Regions from separate parts of the Arachis hypogaea genome. Here region 1 is linked to region 2. The links are chromatin contacts, called in public Hi-C maps. All regions are on one chromosome and are shown on one strand. The core of a region is the stretch at or near the end of the contact, and the rest is flanking DNA. Distances in the headings are between cores, read along the strand shown.

Evidence for each region. Hi-C and Micro-C count contacts between places; a contact is called where the count stands out from the background.
Region 1: a Hi-C map of leaf shows a contact between it and region 2, with 1.9 times the contacts expected there. The contact joins the enhancer-like site here to the promoter of LOC140178316 in region 2. A contact is called at or near these places in 4 of 8 Hi-C or Micro-C datasets (all in leaf).

Annotation. Positions count from the first base shown.
Region 1 is chr14:106,208,507-106,212,110 of arahy.Tifrunner.gnm2.J5K5, forward strand. No RefSeq gene overlaps it. Among protein-coding and RNA genes, the nearest start is that of LOC112742878, 10 kb to the right of the region's middle. Within about 2 kb of position 1,410, at least 2 of the 3 cell types and tissues checked have open chromatin away from gene starts, as enhancers often do.
Region 2 is chr14:106,147,235-106,150,910 of arahy.Tifrunner.gnm2.J5K5, forward strand. LOC140178316 reads left to right here and starts at 1,422. Exons shown (of 7, transcript XM_072214487.1): 1 at 1,422-2,352.

The DNA of each region.
Region 1 (3,604 bases), core at 160-2,659, 61 kb after region 2:
TACATGTGGACACTCTTATTATAAGAATTGCAACAAAGGAGCCTAATGCTTGCTTTGCACAGTTTATTAGTTACTTAAATTTCACAACTTTATATCCTGTGGTTTGCCGATCCGCACGGAAGATTCGAATCCATTTAATACCTATTTGATTTTGATCCATCACATAATCGTCCGTACAACTCGGGACCAGCAACGTTCAAGGATTACGTACTGTGGTAACGGCTTGTTCGCATTTTGTCAACCTTTTTGCATGCTTCTGCTCTCAATAACACCACAAAAAGGTGTGGCCAAAATATCAACGTAGATTACTCATACTTACTTAGCTTATTGTTTTATTTTTTAGGTTTTTAATCCAATTCATAAGCATGAAATTGGTCAATATGGTCTTAATGATTTGTGTTGAATATTATTCATCGTTTATTCAGGACCCAAAACAGTATTTTTTTACTGAATTGCATACGTAATACACGAATTTAAAATTTCTTCTCAAACTCATAACTGCTTGCTCGTCAATTTGAAGGCTGTTTAATATTGTTCTACCACATGCATATGATTAGATATTTTTAAATTGTTTAATGATCTAATCCTATTTTTGTAGTGTTTTTCGTGGAACAAAAATTGAAAATATAACTAATCAATATCTTTCGTCAAACATATTTGACTAGCACAATTTATATATAAAAAAGTAACAAAAACTAATTTTTGTTAGTTAATATTAATTATATTTTTTAATTTTAATTTTTTTAATTTATAATTTAGGATTTTAGATTAATAATTTATTATTTAGAATCTCAAATTGAAAATAAATAAAATAATTTAAAAAATTAATTAATAATGATTAAAAAATTAATTTTTAATATTACTCAAAAAATATTAAAAGATTAAATTTTTTATCAATATTAGTTAACACTTTATTTTTATGCTATTAAAATTTAAACTAGTTAAATATTAATAAAAAATAATAAACTTTTTGCTGATCATATAATATTATTTTATCATTAACAAGCTGAAAAATATCAATTTATAAATTTGATAAAAATAAAAATTATTAATTTAAAAATATTTAATAACAAAAAATTAACTAAAAATAACTAACATGTATTTTATTTAATATTTATTAATAATAAATAAATATTAAATAAAACAAATACTTTTTTTTTCTCTCTCCTCTAAGTATTATGGTTACTATTTAATGATTAATTTTAAACAATCAAGTCTACTAATAGTACCATGCAAAAGCCAAAAATGGGTTTGGCTTCACTGCAAAGCAACACGTGGCTGCAGTAATGGTATTTTATTTTATCTCAAACTCTTCAACTTGGTTTTCCATATCTGAAACCGACACGTGGCTTCACGAGTTATGCTTTTTAGATTGCGTACCTCTCATCTCTCATCTCATGCATGATACACTACGTAACATTAACATGCTCCACTAATAATTTTGCATGTGACATAAGAAGACAAATTACTCTTCTATCTTCATAATTTCAGTTTTCACTTCAATTCAAAACTTTGTTTGTACTTGTAATAGCAACAACCCCACAAGGTTCTTGGTTTTAATAATGGATCTAATTGAAAACGAAGCATCATATACGGATGGATACAGTATCAATTAATAAATTGAAGAGGATTTCATTATTCATTTTGAATCACTCAATCACTGTACTATGTATAAAATATCTTTCTAATAAGATTCAATTCTAACTCTCTGGCCATTAGTGGCCATCACCAAGAGGAACGAGTCAATCTCATTCATAATGATGATATAATGATAATAGCAAAGAAAATAAAATATGTGCAATTGAGAAATGTGGCACCATTATTATTGATCGGTCTGTGCTTAAATGTGTTTATATATTCAGCATTAAAATCTGAATTGGCTATTGCTACCTGGGAGATGAAACGTGAAAATTAAACAAATTCTAATACGGATTTGAATTCTCTAAAGTTTGAATTCAATTTAATTTAGAGAATAAAGTGTGATCTTTCACCATTTATTTTATACGTGGGAACAAGAATAAATATGAGAGAGAAACCATTCAAGGGTAGAAGATCATACTTTATCCTCTAAAGTACAAATTTAAAATTTAGAAGATCTAAATTCTAACTAAATCATCAACGTCCCAACTAATTATCAGACTTTTCTATTTGTTCGACCTAAGTTAATTGAGATCTTACAAATTGAATATATAGACTCCTTTTTTTTCACTAGAATAATATATATAGGATAGGCTCTTTGGCATAAATGTTTCCACTCAGCCCAAAATTTCTGTCATAGCTTTTGTATTAAAATTTGAATCCTCTAAATTTTAAATTTTAAATTTTAAATTTGCATCTATTCAGTTGAGGCCAAAAAAGATAATGTTAGCAGACTCTTATTATGCACTGATGCACTTCTGTATTGTGAGGGACAAATTTGAATAGATGTTTTCCACAATTTAAAAATGAATTAATAGTTTAATTTCTTAAAAGATAATTTATTATTTAAATCGGTCTTCTAAAAGTCACAAAAAAAAAAATCGGTCTTCTAAAAGATTTTGTTAGTTATATTTGTCTCTAACAAAATATAAACATTAATCAAATCGATTTTCGTTATTTTGATCATAATATATCATGTTAAGTGCCACATCGTCTTCAGAATAATGGAATGGTCGATTTGAGTAACAATTATATTTTTCAAGAATTAATATAACTAATAAAATATTTTTAAAATTAATTTGAAAAATTAATTATCTTTCAAAGATGAATTTATGTACCCAAATAATTTTTTTAGGTTACTTTTTTTTTTCCTTGACCTTTTCTTCATCAGTACGATATTAGCTTCGTTAAGATAACAATAGTCCTACACAAATTCACTTTTTTGTCATCTAAAGTTTGGCACAAAATAAAGATGCGTTTAATAATCATTATTGTAAAAATGCTAACAAAAATCAAATTCTTAAAATTATTGCATATGAAATATTTGCACTACAAAAGTGTCTATTTTACGAGTGTTTCTTTGTACAGACTCCAACTTATCTGTAAATATAGGTTACAAATGTAAGAAAGAAGGTATAGACTAAAAATTTTTGATATGATAGATAACTTTAATTTGTGAAATTTTGAAAAATGAGCTATGCAGGTAATTTTCTGGAATATGAGAGTTTGAAAAATTGTTAGGAGCTAATTTTGAATACAAAATTCATGAAGAACAAATTAATTTTTTTATGTTTTAATTTTGTGAATTCCCAGGAGCAAATCCACATTTCGATTTTAATTTATTTTTACAAATTTATAGGAGGCGAATTTTTTTTTTAATTCACAAATACGTACAAAATATATTGAAAAGTATACAAAAAAGGTTGAGGGTCATGCAGAATTCACCCTTTGCAAATTTTAAATATAACTTTGTTAGGTAATCAATTAGGTACTAATCAGCTACAGCCAACTAGTATATAGACTGCAAAAGAAGTTCAATGAATAAAAAAAAAACACATCTCTAAATAGAGAGTAGTACTAATTTCACTTTTATTTTCATTCATAGGCAAAAAACACAACCCCAAAATCCTTTTCATTCTCACCCACTTCACTAGCTGCGCAGTTCAGTGTCATCTCCAATTGGCTC
Region 2 (3,676 bases), core at 172-2,671:
TAATTTTTTTATAAAATAATTATCACTAATTAATTTGTTTAAAATAATAAATCATAAATATATAATTAATTTTTAAAATTATATATGACTAGCGATGAGAGTGAGTGAGGGTGGCGATTACCGGCAAAACGACAGCGAATGATGGCAGGCTGACGAGAGAGAAAGAGAAAGGGAAGAGAAGTGAGGTTAATGATGTTGTAGAAATGCAAGGAAAGGGTTCGCAAATTCAAATTTATGATCAATTTTACCAGCAGATTTATCGTTAAAAAATTCACCAGTAACACAGTTTGTGATCAAAATGGTGCGTTTCATGGTAATAATTACGTTAAATGTAACAGCCAGAGACCACCCGCTTGATGATAGGGATGATAGCCGAAACCCCCCACACTCACCCAGCGCCCCTCGCTGGCACATCGATTCGGGCTCCGGCTCTGATACCATCTGTAACAGCCCAGACCACCCGCTAGCGTGATATTGTCCGTTTTGGCACACAAGGCCTTACGGTTTTGCCTTTGATGATAGGGATGATAGCCGAAACCCCCCACACTCACTCGTCAAAACGTGCCATGATAGGAAGAGGTATCCACACCCTTATAAGACATGCTTCGTTCCCCTCCGCAATCGATGTGGAACCTTACACTAAAATTTTTTTCTCCTCTAATTATTACTAACAAATTTACCGTTAAAAACCGAATTTGACGACAACTTTTTTACTCGAAGAATTTATTGACAAATTTGTCGATAAATCCGCCACTAAACTCCAACACTAAATCCAATAATATTCAGTGTTTTTCTGATAATGTTTGTAACTTTTAAAATTCAACATACAAATTTATATTTCAAAATTTATAAAATAATTATTAAAAAAACTAATATTCAAATACCATATTTAAAAAACTAATGTCTTTTTAAATATGGTGTTAATTTATTTAGTAAATAGATATTGATTTTTCAAAATATGTTGTTTGAATCTTAATTTTTTTTGTCGTTAATTTATTAATTTTTATATTTATTATTATTATACTGAGACGAATGAGAACAAGTTCACTCAAAACTCGAACTCGCCTCCCCTGAAAAGAAAAAAAAAAAAAACACCTCAGAGAGAACCTAAGAGTAATTACCACCTCGATGGAATAAGGGTAAAGCGGATCACTGTAGATTTGGATAGAAATAAGTTTTTGATCCGTCAAAGATTCTCTCCTTCTAGCAAAATATACCAAATTTATACGAGGAGACATACATATTCTAAAAAGGTTCTAGAGAATAGAAATCATGTTGATACACTTTTTTTTTTTTTAAAAAAAACCATTATTTAAGAAAATGATATATTTCTGTCTTTTAATTTAATAATTTTATGATAATTAATTAAGTGCGTGGATCTTTTATAACAATTTCATTTATGTGAATGACAAAAGATTTTTTAAAAGAAATGAAAAGAAAGGTTTTAGTATTATCGAATTTTGTCAAGTTCTTTTTTTCAATTTTTTTTATATATCTTCTAAATAATATTCAAATTAAATGTTTCTAAACTAAATAGGATTACATACAGGTGAACCGCATATCACTTATGAAAAAAATGATGTACTTCATCAAACTAAAATCATTTTTCAAAGAGCTAAAATAATTTTTTTCAGGAGTCATTTTATATAAAAGAATTGAATCAACTCTTTTAAAACCAAAATAATAATTTACTCATATTCAAACTCTTTCTATAATCTTTGGTGAAAATTAGCCAACGGCTCACGATCTATCATCTTCTAATTCTAATAAAAATGTCTTCTTTGCTTTCCATTATATTATCCATGTCTGCCATATTATTTTTCTAAGCATTAACTACCAGTTGCTTGGATCACCTTTAGAGATCATAACACGCACTGAATTGAGTTATAAGTGGACAAAAGTTTATCTTTTGTCATACATATATGAATTAATTTTCGTTTCTCACTCAATTTAAGTTAATAAACAGTGAGGTCATAGTTTAATATGGTCATGCTATAACTTTTCACCTACACCCACTATACACACTTTCTCATCACTCTTTAATTATTAGAAATTGTTTGCTAGCATATGGAATTTATTTTCTAAGTTTTATGCCTACTCCAAAAGAGAAAAATCCAATATTCCACAAGAAAAGTGTCAAAACAGGGAAATTGTTAAGAAATTTCTCAAAAGAAGATAAAGTAAAAAGTGCTATTTATTTAATTATCTGCTCTCTATATATATTGGTAGAGATAACCGATCATCAGATTTTCAGAACTAAAAGTTTGTGCAAGAAATTGAAGAAACCAAAAGCTTGGGCCTGTGATATTTTTTTCACTTTGCAAGGTGGAAGAGATGAGGCACATTCCCAAGGTACTGTCCTTCGTTTCCATTCACGGTTTGGGTTGGGTCCAGTGTTTTGTCTTAATTAGCTTACTCATCTAATTAATTAGTAGGCAAAAGATATCACAGTATCTACTTTCCCCATTTTTTATTTATTTTTATGTTAGGTAAAATTAGGTATCATATGTTATCAAATCTTTGGATTTGTCTATACCCCCTAAATTTCAATTTGTAAACGCTTACTAGTTAATTAATATATAAATGGCAGATAGGAAACAGAGATAGTGAGTTTCAACTACTGCAATTGAAATATTGTAATTTTTAATTTGGATACATATGTTGGATCCACTACTATTCTTTACGAAATCGACAATTCTATTTGAGCAAAGGCCATGGAAAATATCAGCTTATTGAATATCATATCAACTGTTTTTTTTTTTTTTTAAAGACTCGAACTCGCGATCTCTTAGATAAGTATAGAAAGACTATGTTATTTGAGTTATAACTCAACTTTCTTATACTCAATTAAAAGTTATATATTTTATTAACCAAATTGAATATTAACCGTGTTGTGTTATAATATCACTTTTTTTAAAAATTTATCAAAATGATATATAAATAATTATATTATTAATATAGTTTTTTAAGTAAGAATTTTTTGTTTCTCGTGAATTTTTGCATAAACTTTTTTTTGGTCTTATGCTAAAATTCTGTCTTTTCAAATAAATAAAGATAAAATTTGAGATAAAAATTTTAATATTATATATATTATCGTCTCTCAAAAATCTAAGTTAATAAATAAAAAAATATACACAAATGATTTATTTAAATCACTCTAATCTAATCTATTATTGATAGGATTCTGTAGATATATGTATCACTATAACAATCAACATTTGCATTTTTTCTTTGTACCTGACTTTTTAAATTGTTTTTTCCCTTGCAACATTCTATTTGGTGGAATAATGAACTTGAGTTGTAACTTAAAATATAATATATAATTTCTTGTTAGTTCTCTGAAACTAAGGAATATATGTAATCTCATCAAGATAACGAATGTCTCAACAGATATGCATGCTATACATTGTATATATCTTTTATTTCTACCTATATTGTTTTCTATTATTTTCTTGCATGTGCCTTCATTCTGTTCTATACACAAATTCATCACTATTATTGTTGGTCCATTTGCTGTGTCAGACATGCTTAGCTCCTACACCTCTTATTTCATTTGTGTTTCATAGTAACAGAAGGACCACAACCATGTGTAGTTAAATCATTGTGTTTCTATAGATTCAAGTTTAATTTAAACCTTACATTTCAAAAGCAAATAATTTAATCTGACAAGATATTT